2 separate regions of the Oryza sativa genome follow, and region 1 is linked to region 2. The links are chromatin contacts, called in public ChIA-PET maps. All regions are on one chromosome and are shown on one strand. Each heading gives the region's core, a stretch centred on a gene start, on an enhancer-like site or on the middle of the called end of the contact. The rest is flanking DNA. Distances are from core to core; before and after follow the strand shown.

What was found. ChIA-PET counts read pairs in DNA pulled down with a chosen protein or histone mark.
Region 1: a contact with region 2 is called in an H3K9ac ChIA-PET map of seedling, with 7 times the contacts expected there. The contact joins the promoter of LOC4342431 here to the promoter of LOC4342430 in region 2. A contact is called at or near these places in 4 of 4 datasets of contacts at active chromatin or transcription factors (leaf and seedling).

The regions. Positions count from the first base shown.
Region 1 is chr7:2,995,639-3,000,460 of ASM3414082v1, forward strand. It overlaps LOC4342431 (protein ETHYLENE-INSENSITIVE 2-like), which reads left to right and starts at 3,543. Exons shown (of 8, transcript NM_001421970.1): 1 at 3,543-3,659; 2 at 3,974-4,394. The coding sequence starts at 4,119.
Region 2 is chr7:2,960,740-2,965,946 of ASM3414082v1, forward strand. LOC4342430 reads right to left here and starts at 3,444. Exons shown (of 4, transcript XM_015791901.3): 1 at 3,109-3,444; 2 at 2,827-3,005; 3 at 1,747-1,855; 4 at 1,047-1,652. The coding sequence starts at 3,414. The coding sequence ends at 1,341. It overlaps LOC4342429 (D-amino-acid oxidase), which reads left to right. Exons shown (of 2, transcript XM_015791900.3): 1 at 1-308; 2 at 402-993. The coding sequence ends at 790.

The DNA.
Region 1 (4,822 bases), core at 2,293-4,792, 35 kb after region 2:
TTAATGTAAGTAGTATATTATTGCACATCTCTCCTAGTACCATTTTGTTTGTATCACAATTAATATAATTAATATAGAAACTTATACTAATCAATGTAGTAAATTAATATAGTAAATGTATATTCCGGTTACCATGCATAAATATAATTAATGTAGTATATTATTGCACATATCTCCTTCTAGTACCATTTTGTCTGTATCACAATTTAATTAATATTGTAACTTATAATTAATGTGGTAAATCATTATAGTAAAATATGCATCCCGATTACCACGCATAAATATAATTAATGTAGTAACTTAATTATTGTACACACATCCCTCCTCTACTCAACTATGAAAGTAATATATAAACCCATGCCCAATAATAAGCTCTAGCTCAGTTCCTTAAACACAATAATGAAGACCATCACATATAATCTGTGCCCATAAAACAAGGCAATGCTGTACAGTACAAGGCATGGACAGGTGGCACAATCCAATTGGTCCAAATAAAAAAAATAGGGAAGGATGATATGTGTGGTGACTAGAATAATGGAGTAGAAGAAAAACAAAGTGGGTCAGAGATGATGTGCACTGTACATATATATATATATGTGGCACGCACAAATATACATACATATATATAAAATGGTATAAATTTTACAATGTTTGGGACCCTATGAGGTGAGGACATGTGCATTGGAGAGAGGGTAGTGAGAGAGTGCATCGGCGCCGTCCATTGGGCACCGCCCGCGTGGGATCTCCTCCACTGATCGAATCACACCAGCTGATTGCTGATGCACCTGCAGGAACCCGGTCCATACACCCTTTGTCACATGTAGCCTGTCTACTGTACTCTTTGTTTGTTGCTTTGCGTTGACCACACAAGAAATTCATGCACAAACATGTGTACAAATAGGGGTGGATAAAGAGACTCTTTTTAAGGAAATAAGTCGCTCGATCGAGCTTATCTTAACGAGCTAGTTAGGGCACCTACAATGATTATCTATAAGCTCTCTACAAGAGATCCATGTCAGCATATTTTCCTACTTGGAAGAGATTAAATGAAGAGAGAGAGCAAAGCTATCTACTAACATGGAGATAGTCTATAGAGAAAAACGAGGCAATGGATTAGAGAGCTATAGATACTCATGTAGACATACCATTGAAGTGGTTTACTATTAATCTAGTCTATTGTTGAGGTATACATGTTTTATAGATAGCACCTTACTTTACCATTGCGGGTGCTCTTAGGTTCGACTCGTTAAAAGCCTAGCTCTGTTTGACTTGCGAGCTGGTTTGTTAAACTCGTTAGGTAATTTGTTAATGCATTGATACCACATTCAATTTTTAATTTAGTATTCATATATAAACTTAATAATAAACATTAACTAATGGAGATTCACTAAATACAACTAGTTTGGATGTAAATAAAGCACTAGTTATGCATCAGCCATACTTAGACGAAGAAATGATGATCTTTTGTATTAACGATCTAAACGTGAAGCTCGATCGTGAGCTAGCTCGTTAAGCTCACGAGCAAAACGTCTAGCTTGGCTTACTACAAGTTAAAATTGGTCCGAGGCGAGCTCACTACAAGTCGATCCAAGTCATGAGTTTTAAGTTTTTTAATTCCCTATATAGAAATTAGAACGGAACTCGTATGTAATTATAGAAATTAAACTGATAACTAGCCTATTTATTATTCAGTATTGTTGAGATCCTAATGAACATATGTACGGTTCAGCCGTGCTTCATGCATATGCCATCGTTTGATCGACTGATATGATCCCAAAATTCCCAATTAAGGTTTATTCGATTTCAATCAATATTAGTGTAGCTTAATACTGTGTATTTGATTTATTTTCTTGAATTATAGTGAGCCAATAGGTACAATTGTTGTGAACTAGTGATATGTATTTCTCGCGACGTGATTGACTAGTAACTTTATGCTTGATATGTGCTACCACCTTTTCTCTCAGGTAATGCTACCATAGCCAGCGACCTTTCCTCGCTTTTATTAGTACAATGTAGTTTTATTGATCACTGTTGCCAATTTCATATATTTATTTCAAAAATTGTATTTATTACTAGCTGATTATTCTTTTTTGGGGAAAACTCTGACTGATTGTGAATCATATATATCATGCATGGCGCCATGATTCTTTTAGAGCTAAGGAGGCTTAAAACAGTTAACCCCGACATCTAGTTTTTAATAGTCTTACAAAAACCATTTCAATTGATTTTCAACAGTTTTGCAAGTCGGCCGATTGATATTTTGGCTTGAAGACATAAACCAGTAGTGATTTTCTCTTATCTCTAAAAAGATTCATAACCATGAAAGTTTAGAGGTTATTTTTTTTGGTAAAGTGTACTTTCATTAATTGTGTTTAAACCGTCATTAATGACCTTATCTAATTATTGCACGAATTGTTAGAGATGACTGCTACAAATTAATCATCAGAGGTTGCCTTTTTTTATAATATTGAGTGAGACTTCCGGTTGAGCTCTTAATAAATTTTCAGATTCAGATCAAAATATTTAACAAACTCATTAAATCCCAAAACTATGTCACGGAAAAAAAGATCCTTCATTCAATTTCATACAACAACAATACAAACTTTCATCTCATGCCTTCCAAAAATAAAGAAAAAATGCATATCCAAAACGTGGGAATGCGAAAAGTAGCCTATGCCAAACAGCATTACTACTGTCAACCTCAAAGCTAGCTTGCAAATTAAAAGGATTGGCCACGTTGACACTTTCAAGTCCTCTCCAACAGTGAAAGCACAACATGGGCAAAGTACCAATAAAAAGTGATAATGTTATAATCTTGTTGCTTTGCTATGCAACCTTGCTTATTTCTAATTAATAACAGTGCCTTTTGAATTATTGGAGAGCACCATCACACCACACCACACATGGTAGCAAGTTCATTACCATACTTCAATTGCTGAAAGTCTTCCATGTCTTTGACTTAATTAGACACTGTTAAGTGATAGTTGTATTAGTACTAGTTACATCCATTGTTGGTGACTGAGAAGCCATAAAAGTAAAGTCACATTATTCCCAAGAGGGACTTCTCATTTAGGCTTCCTTCTTTTCAGTTGAACGAACTCAGCTCATTCTAATAGGGTAATGAAGATAACCATTAATGCATAATTACTTAAGTGGAGTACTTACTATTATAAAGTATTTTTTTTAAAAAAATATTTAATATTAACAAAACTTGTAAGTAGAAACTTTTTATATAAAATATAAGGTTTGACAATTCAGAAAACATGCTAACATTAAACAAAGGGAGTAGTACTAGCATGTAGGACTATCACTGACTGGTGCATGGACCAAGTCCATCCACTGCTGAACATGGGGAACAACACTACACAGTAAGCACAGAATCTTCCAAATAATATAAACAAAAAGATCAGAAATTTTTTTAAGAAAACAAAAAAAAATAAAAAAAATAGTGAAGAAAAAGAGCTAGGGAGAGGAGAGAGAAAGAGAGAAAGCTGAAAGCTGTGAAAGAAAAGCCTCTGCTGCTCTCTGCTAGCTTCTTCTCCTCCTCCTCCTCCCCCTTCTCCCCGTAGATAAGGAGGACCCGGGGAAAAAGGGGAGGCAAAAAGCTGCGATTTTCCGCTAATTAACCCCGGGGATTAGCTGCCCAAGAACAGGAGGAGGTACGATTCTTGCATTACTTCACCCCACGCGATTCCCTCCCCGGTTTCCCCCAATTTCCTCCCGCAATTTCTACTTGTTCTTGGCTCCTCTCTGCTGTTCTTAGCCTCGCCGCGATGGCGTAGTCTTGGAGAAGATCAGATCCATCTCGAGTTCGATTGGGGTTTTTTTTTTCTCTCTTGAGGTTGCTGGTGATGAGCTTCACTTTCTTGGATTGATTTTTTTTTTGTTCTTGTTCGTTGAGTTTTTCACTTTGCTCTAATCCAAATCTTTTTTTTCTCTCTCTCTCTCTCTAATATCCATAATTAATCTGCAGATTTCCATGATTGGTGGTGGAGTTCATCGGCAAGGAATTCAGCAGAAGAGATCAGATTCTGTACACAGTTCGTCTTCTTGCTCGGTGACTAAGCTGGGTTAGGAGAGGAGGAAAAGAAAATCTTTTTTTTTTTTTTTGCGGCGCCATGGATGGGCAGCAGCTACGTAGCTCGGAATCTCCGGCGAGCGGCGGCGGCGGAGTCACCGGCGGCGGCGCGCCACATCTGTTCCACGCGCTCGGGCCGGCGCTGCTGATCTCGATTGGGTACATTGACCTCGGGAAATGGGTGGCCGCGGTGGAGGCAGGGTCACGGTTCGGCCTTGACCTCGTGCTGCTGGCCCTCCTCTTCAACTTCATGGCCATCCTGTGCCAGTATCTCGCGGCTTGCATTGGCACGGTCACCGGGAGGAGCCTCGCCGAGGTATTTCGAGATGCTTCTCACCTGATGTTTTTGTTTTGTCTGATTTTGTAGTGGTGAATGATTCATCATCATCCTCATCATCGTCAGTCAATTGATCGACATCGGTTTGTCGTTTCGCAAATGGTAGAAATGATGATGGGTTTTTGATACTGAATTGAGCCTCTGAGCGAATTCTGATGAGTAGGAAAAGCATCTTCATAATGAAGGTCCTAAATCTCGTATGTGAATTCCTGTTGATAAAGAAAATGATGGTTCACTTGGAACTATACTTGTGCAAAAGAATCCTATTCTTTTTTTTTTGGTGCCCTTATGGTGTATATGTTGTGATAGTAAACAAAGAAAGGAGGTGTTTTGTTTTCGGAAATGGTGGAAAAGGAACTTTTGCTCATCTCAAGTTCCCTTTCTAGCTGGCCATTTTGCGGAGGGGG
Region 2 (5,207 bases), core at 2,194-4,693:
CGCGTCCGGCGCCGAGGTGGTCATCGGCGAGGCGGAGCGCGTCGTCGTCCGGGACGGCCGCGTCGCCGGGGTTGTGGTCAGGGGCCGCGGCGAGGTGGACGCCGACGCCGTGGTGCTCGCGCTCGTCCCCTGGTCGGGGAGGTTCGAGATGGTCAGGGAGGTGTTCGACGTGTCCGGCCTCAAGGCGCACAGCATCGTGCTCCGGCCGCGTGAGCCCGAAAACATCACGCCGCACGCCCTGTTCCTCAGCTACCAGCCAGAGCCCGGCGCCAAGATGCTCGACCCGGAGGTCTACCCGCGGCCCACCGGTGCGCCATTGCCGCCGCCCACTCAAGCAACTAACCCCAAATTCCCAATTGCATCTTGCCTATTTACCCACCATTGATGTTTGTGTTGCACAGGGGAGGTGTACATTTGTGGAATGACCAAGGATGAGGAGGTGCCCGATGACCCGGAGACGATCACCGGTGAGCCGGACTCAATTGCGATGCTGCACAAGATCGCCGGGAGGGTTTCCGGCCAGCTGAAGAGGGAGGAAGGCGCGGAGGTGGTGGCGGAGCAGGCTTGCTACCTGCCGTGCACCGATGACGGTTTGCCGGTGATCGGGGAGATGCCTGGAGTGAAGGGTTGCTATGTCGCCACCGGGCACAGCTGCTGGGGGATCCTCAATGCTCCAGCCACCGGTGCCGCTCTCGCAGAGCTCATCCTCGACGGCGATGCCAAGATCGTCGATCTCGCGCCGTTCAGCCCAGCAAGGTTTCTCAAGAAGAAGAGTAAGCGTGGAGTTTAGTGTAGATTGTGATGAGTTTGCTTCCTTGATGCCATGTCTGGATGAATAAATTTGTTCTCTGTCTGCTGGTATCCTTCATTCCTTTGTGAGGACTGAGAGAACAAATATGTACAACAATGTACTGTACTGATGAATAATAAGTAAACCATGAACACTTGCATGAGAACAGCTTTCAGATGCTGTCAACTGCAGAGAATTCATCACACTCTGTACGATCATGAGCATGAAACAATAGAGAATACACAGAAAAATTCAGTACCCAAAATGAGTGATTCCATATAATGTATTGCTTCCCAGATACATTTGCCATGCTATTCTGTGTTCTACTCAGCATGTAATTCAGAGATAATAACTGTGTCTTGCAATGAATTTTGCCTCCAGAAAATTCATTCAGTTCCACAAATAAAGTAGACGCTAATCTAACTGCAGAACTGAACATCCTTTGCCAGTATTGCAAGTATTACAGAGAGTATGCGAGATTCCGTTCCAATTTAAACTAATACTGGATTTGGTTCTAAATCAGTTCTGTCCAAACATATGCCATCATGGTTTAGTCCAAGTATAGTGTTGCCTTCTTCACTGCTTGGAACGAAGTTTGCAGCCTCCAGTCCCTTTTTTTCCTGTTCAATGGCCTTCCTTTCCCAGCTGCAGCTCGGTTCTCCTTGACATCTGCCAGCTTCCAGATGCAATGTTCTGCCTGAATGTCAACAGACTCGAGCAAGAAGATTCCATCCTTCTGCAGGATCTGCTTCGGGACGACATCATCGCCTTCAACAAGGTATTGCACCCTCATGGCCATATCTTTAAAACGATCCAGATCCTTGGGCACCTTGAGAAGTCGTTCGGCTCCTGGTGATGAGACCTGCATTGAGTAAATCGGTTCTCAGTAAGTCATTCAGAAAAATGCAGATGGAACTAATCAGCAATTGAGTAAGAAATTTGATTGGGTGACTTGCCTCAATTGCCAGGTCCAGCGGTATTTCGCCTTGTTCGATTAGCTCGTCCAGTTTCTGCTTGTAGAGTTTATTAAAACTCTCGATTTCCTCGATACCAGGGCACCCATATCTGTCGAATTTCAAGACAAAGAAAAGGGAAAGGAGCATAATTGTCATATCATTGGTTATCAAGATCAGGTCAGATGATAAGGACATTTCTGGTGGTATCTGGAGGTTCCAGAATTGCGATGCAATATGGCATGGCCCAAAAAGGAGATATGATCCAATCATGCTGTGAACTAGCATGTGATATACAATGAACCACTGAAGAATGGAAAGCATGCTACTCCTAAAATGATAGGCAATTTGACATGGTATTTTTCAGGCATTAATTAATTAACTAATGTGAGAGTGATGAGATGAGCCAATAAAGTGCATGAACATCAGAATTCTTCAGGGACCAGGGCATCCTATAGGAGACAAATCAAGCAATAACTCTGAAGAGTTTGATGTGAGATTTATGTGACTCTGGATAGTGCATATGTCTCACAAATCAGACCGATGCATTACATGACACAATAACAATACATGGTGTCCACTTATGATTCATGCACACACACTCCAGTGTCTCCATGTGCAAGTGCTAAGTGCGGTGTTGCAATGTTCAGATGAGATCAACCAACGGTTCAAACTAAAATCATGGCCAATTTGACATGGCATTTTCCAGGCATTAACTAATGGGAGCAATGAGACGGGCCTACAAGGCACATACAAATTGATCTCCCTAAAACAACCCCAAAATGTTGGAACTCTTCAGGATCAGGGGTAACCTATAGGAAACAAACTAAACAAGGATCTTTGAAGAGCTCAATGTGAGAAGTGTGTGACTCGGGATGTTGCATATGTATCAGAATTCAGACAGATGCTACATGACACAATAAGAACAAACAGAGTCTACTCATGATTCATTGATTCATGCGCGCGCGCGCGCACACACACACTCTCCAGTTTCTCCATGTTCCAGTACTGAGTGAAGTGTTTAAATGAAATGTTCAGATGAAGCAACGCTTCAAACTAGTACAAGTGCCAAGTTTTCCTCACCTGTTGGTGAGCTTGTCAAGCCTGACGTAGACGTATCCCTTGGGCGACACCTTGAAGGCGAACATCGCAACGTCGTCGCCGAAGTGCTCGCCAAGAACCTCCTCGGCCGCCGCCAGAGCGCGCTTCCCCCACTCGACGCCCCTCAGGGCGACCCCACCGCCGTCGCCACCGTCACCGATCTGAAAACGCACCAAGGTAACAGTCACGAACAACGCCGAACAGAGCGGGCACTGGGCGTGCTCCACGCGGAGGAGTTGCGGTTGCGGAGACGAACAACCAAACCTCGGGCTCGACATCTTCCTCCTCCTCCTCCTCCTCCTCCCACTCCGCCATCCACTCCTGCGCCTCACCCTCCTCGGCGCCGGCCTCGCCTGCGCCAGCGCCGCCCTGCGCCCTGCTCGCGAGAGAGCGCGTCCAATCCGCGCCAGCCGCGCGCACCGCAGGGAGGAGGCTCCGGGGATAGGAACCTGGGGAACAATAAGGGAGAGAAGCGCGGCGGATGCAGGACGAGGCGGCGGCGCGGCGGGGGCATTCCGTCGAGCACCTGGCGAGCAGCGCGCGGATCGCCTGGGCGCGCGCGTGCGCCATTCTGGGAAAATCCGTCGGCTCGCGTCTGGTGCTCTCTTTCAGGCTTTCGGCTGGGCTGGGTATGTTGTCTCTGAGACGGTATTGATTGGCTGGGCCTAAATGGGCTTTCGACCGTGTATGTGGACATGGGCCCAATTTGGTGGATGGAATGATGAAGGCCCAATATAAGTGGTTTCATGATCTCACTTCTCACCGGTTTTTCCTCGTATATTTCTCTACCGAAATGAAAAAAAAATGTCTTTTCCTTTCTTTTCTCTAATGTATTTTTTTATTACGATTACACAACTGATAACACCACTACACGCATAACACCACACTAACACTCTCAAAATACGTCTCCTAACATATGCTCTATACAAAAATCAACGACATATCTACAATCTCACAAAAAAATCATGTTCAAAGCTAACCTGATTTTTCATGTGGTGGAGTTTAACATTTGTGCTTTGATCAAGAATCAAGATACCCCATATATCTAATTGGCTATTATACCATCACACATATGTATTATCTTTTCTTCAGGTACTTAATTTGGGAGAGGCGAGCAAAAAATTAGTATACTACTGGCAAAAAAAAAAGTACTGACCTGGTGTATTGGTAGTCAAAGGTGTACTTGCTACATAATTGATGAAATTTTTTTGGTACGATAGAAGAAACTATAGTATATACGAATGGATTTTCCTCAAGAACATATATACGAATGAATTTCTAAAACGACAAAATAGAGTTGGTAGGATAATGTGGATTTTTTTCTTGTGGGGTACGTAAATTCCTATGTGAGGTCTTCTATAGATTGTAGAATCAATTGTTTCAAATGATTTTTGTGAGTTAGGAAAAATCAATCCACATTTTAGAGAGATATTCTAGCATGCTTACAAATTCCTTTTGTGTATTCCACAATATGCAAACCCTCTCTTTCTCCCTTCTCTCTAGCTATAATAGTGAATCGATTTCGAAATTTTTATTTCCCTATATTCCACACATAAGATTCAAACACATTGTTTTTAAAATTCATGTTATTTTTCATATTGGATTCAATAAGTCATAACATATTGATCTTGTGATTTCTCCTCTATTATTTTTACTCACTCACATGATCCATATGACCATATCTCACTACTATTCATATATTTTTTTATATATTTATGCTTTATATATTTATGCTTGTAATCAAGATTTCGTAGCAACCGCTACCTTCTCGCCTTCGCATACGTCTTCAGATCCGTCCCCCTACCCAGTTAGTTCTTATGTCATTTTATCAGCAAAAACATATTAGTAATACATACTCCCTCCTCTGTGCCAATATGCTGGTTGTTTTAAGATTGGTGAGCTACATTAGCAGAAGATGAAAATTACTAGGTTACCCCAAATTATTACTAGTACTAGTTGCAGTAGTCATTTCAATCAGGAAATTAGCACAATTAGCGCTAGCGCCAGCCACACAAGTCACACAAGAATATTTAAGCATAAAGTTAATTAGTGCCACTTATTAATTATGCAAGCAATAATAGTACTACTTCATTGCCAAAACGTCAAGTATTTAGGGACTAGTGTTAGGAGACAAAACATCAAGCAATATGGGATGGAGAGAGTATTACATATATCAAGATCATGTACTATATATATCTTGTGGACGGCGGCATTTGTAACAAGATTCTTTTTTTTATTTAATGTGCTCTCATGCAAAGCGGAGGCAAAGCTTAAAGTGACTTGGTGTTTGAATCTCCTGAAGATGAAGATAAAGATACATATTAAGTGTTTCACGTAAAACGAGATGGTAATAACGTGTGATT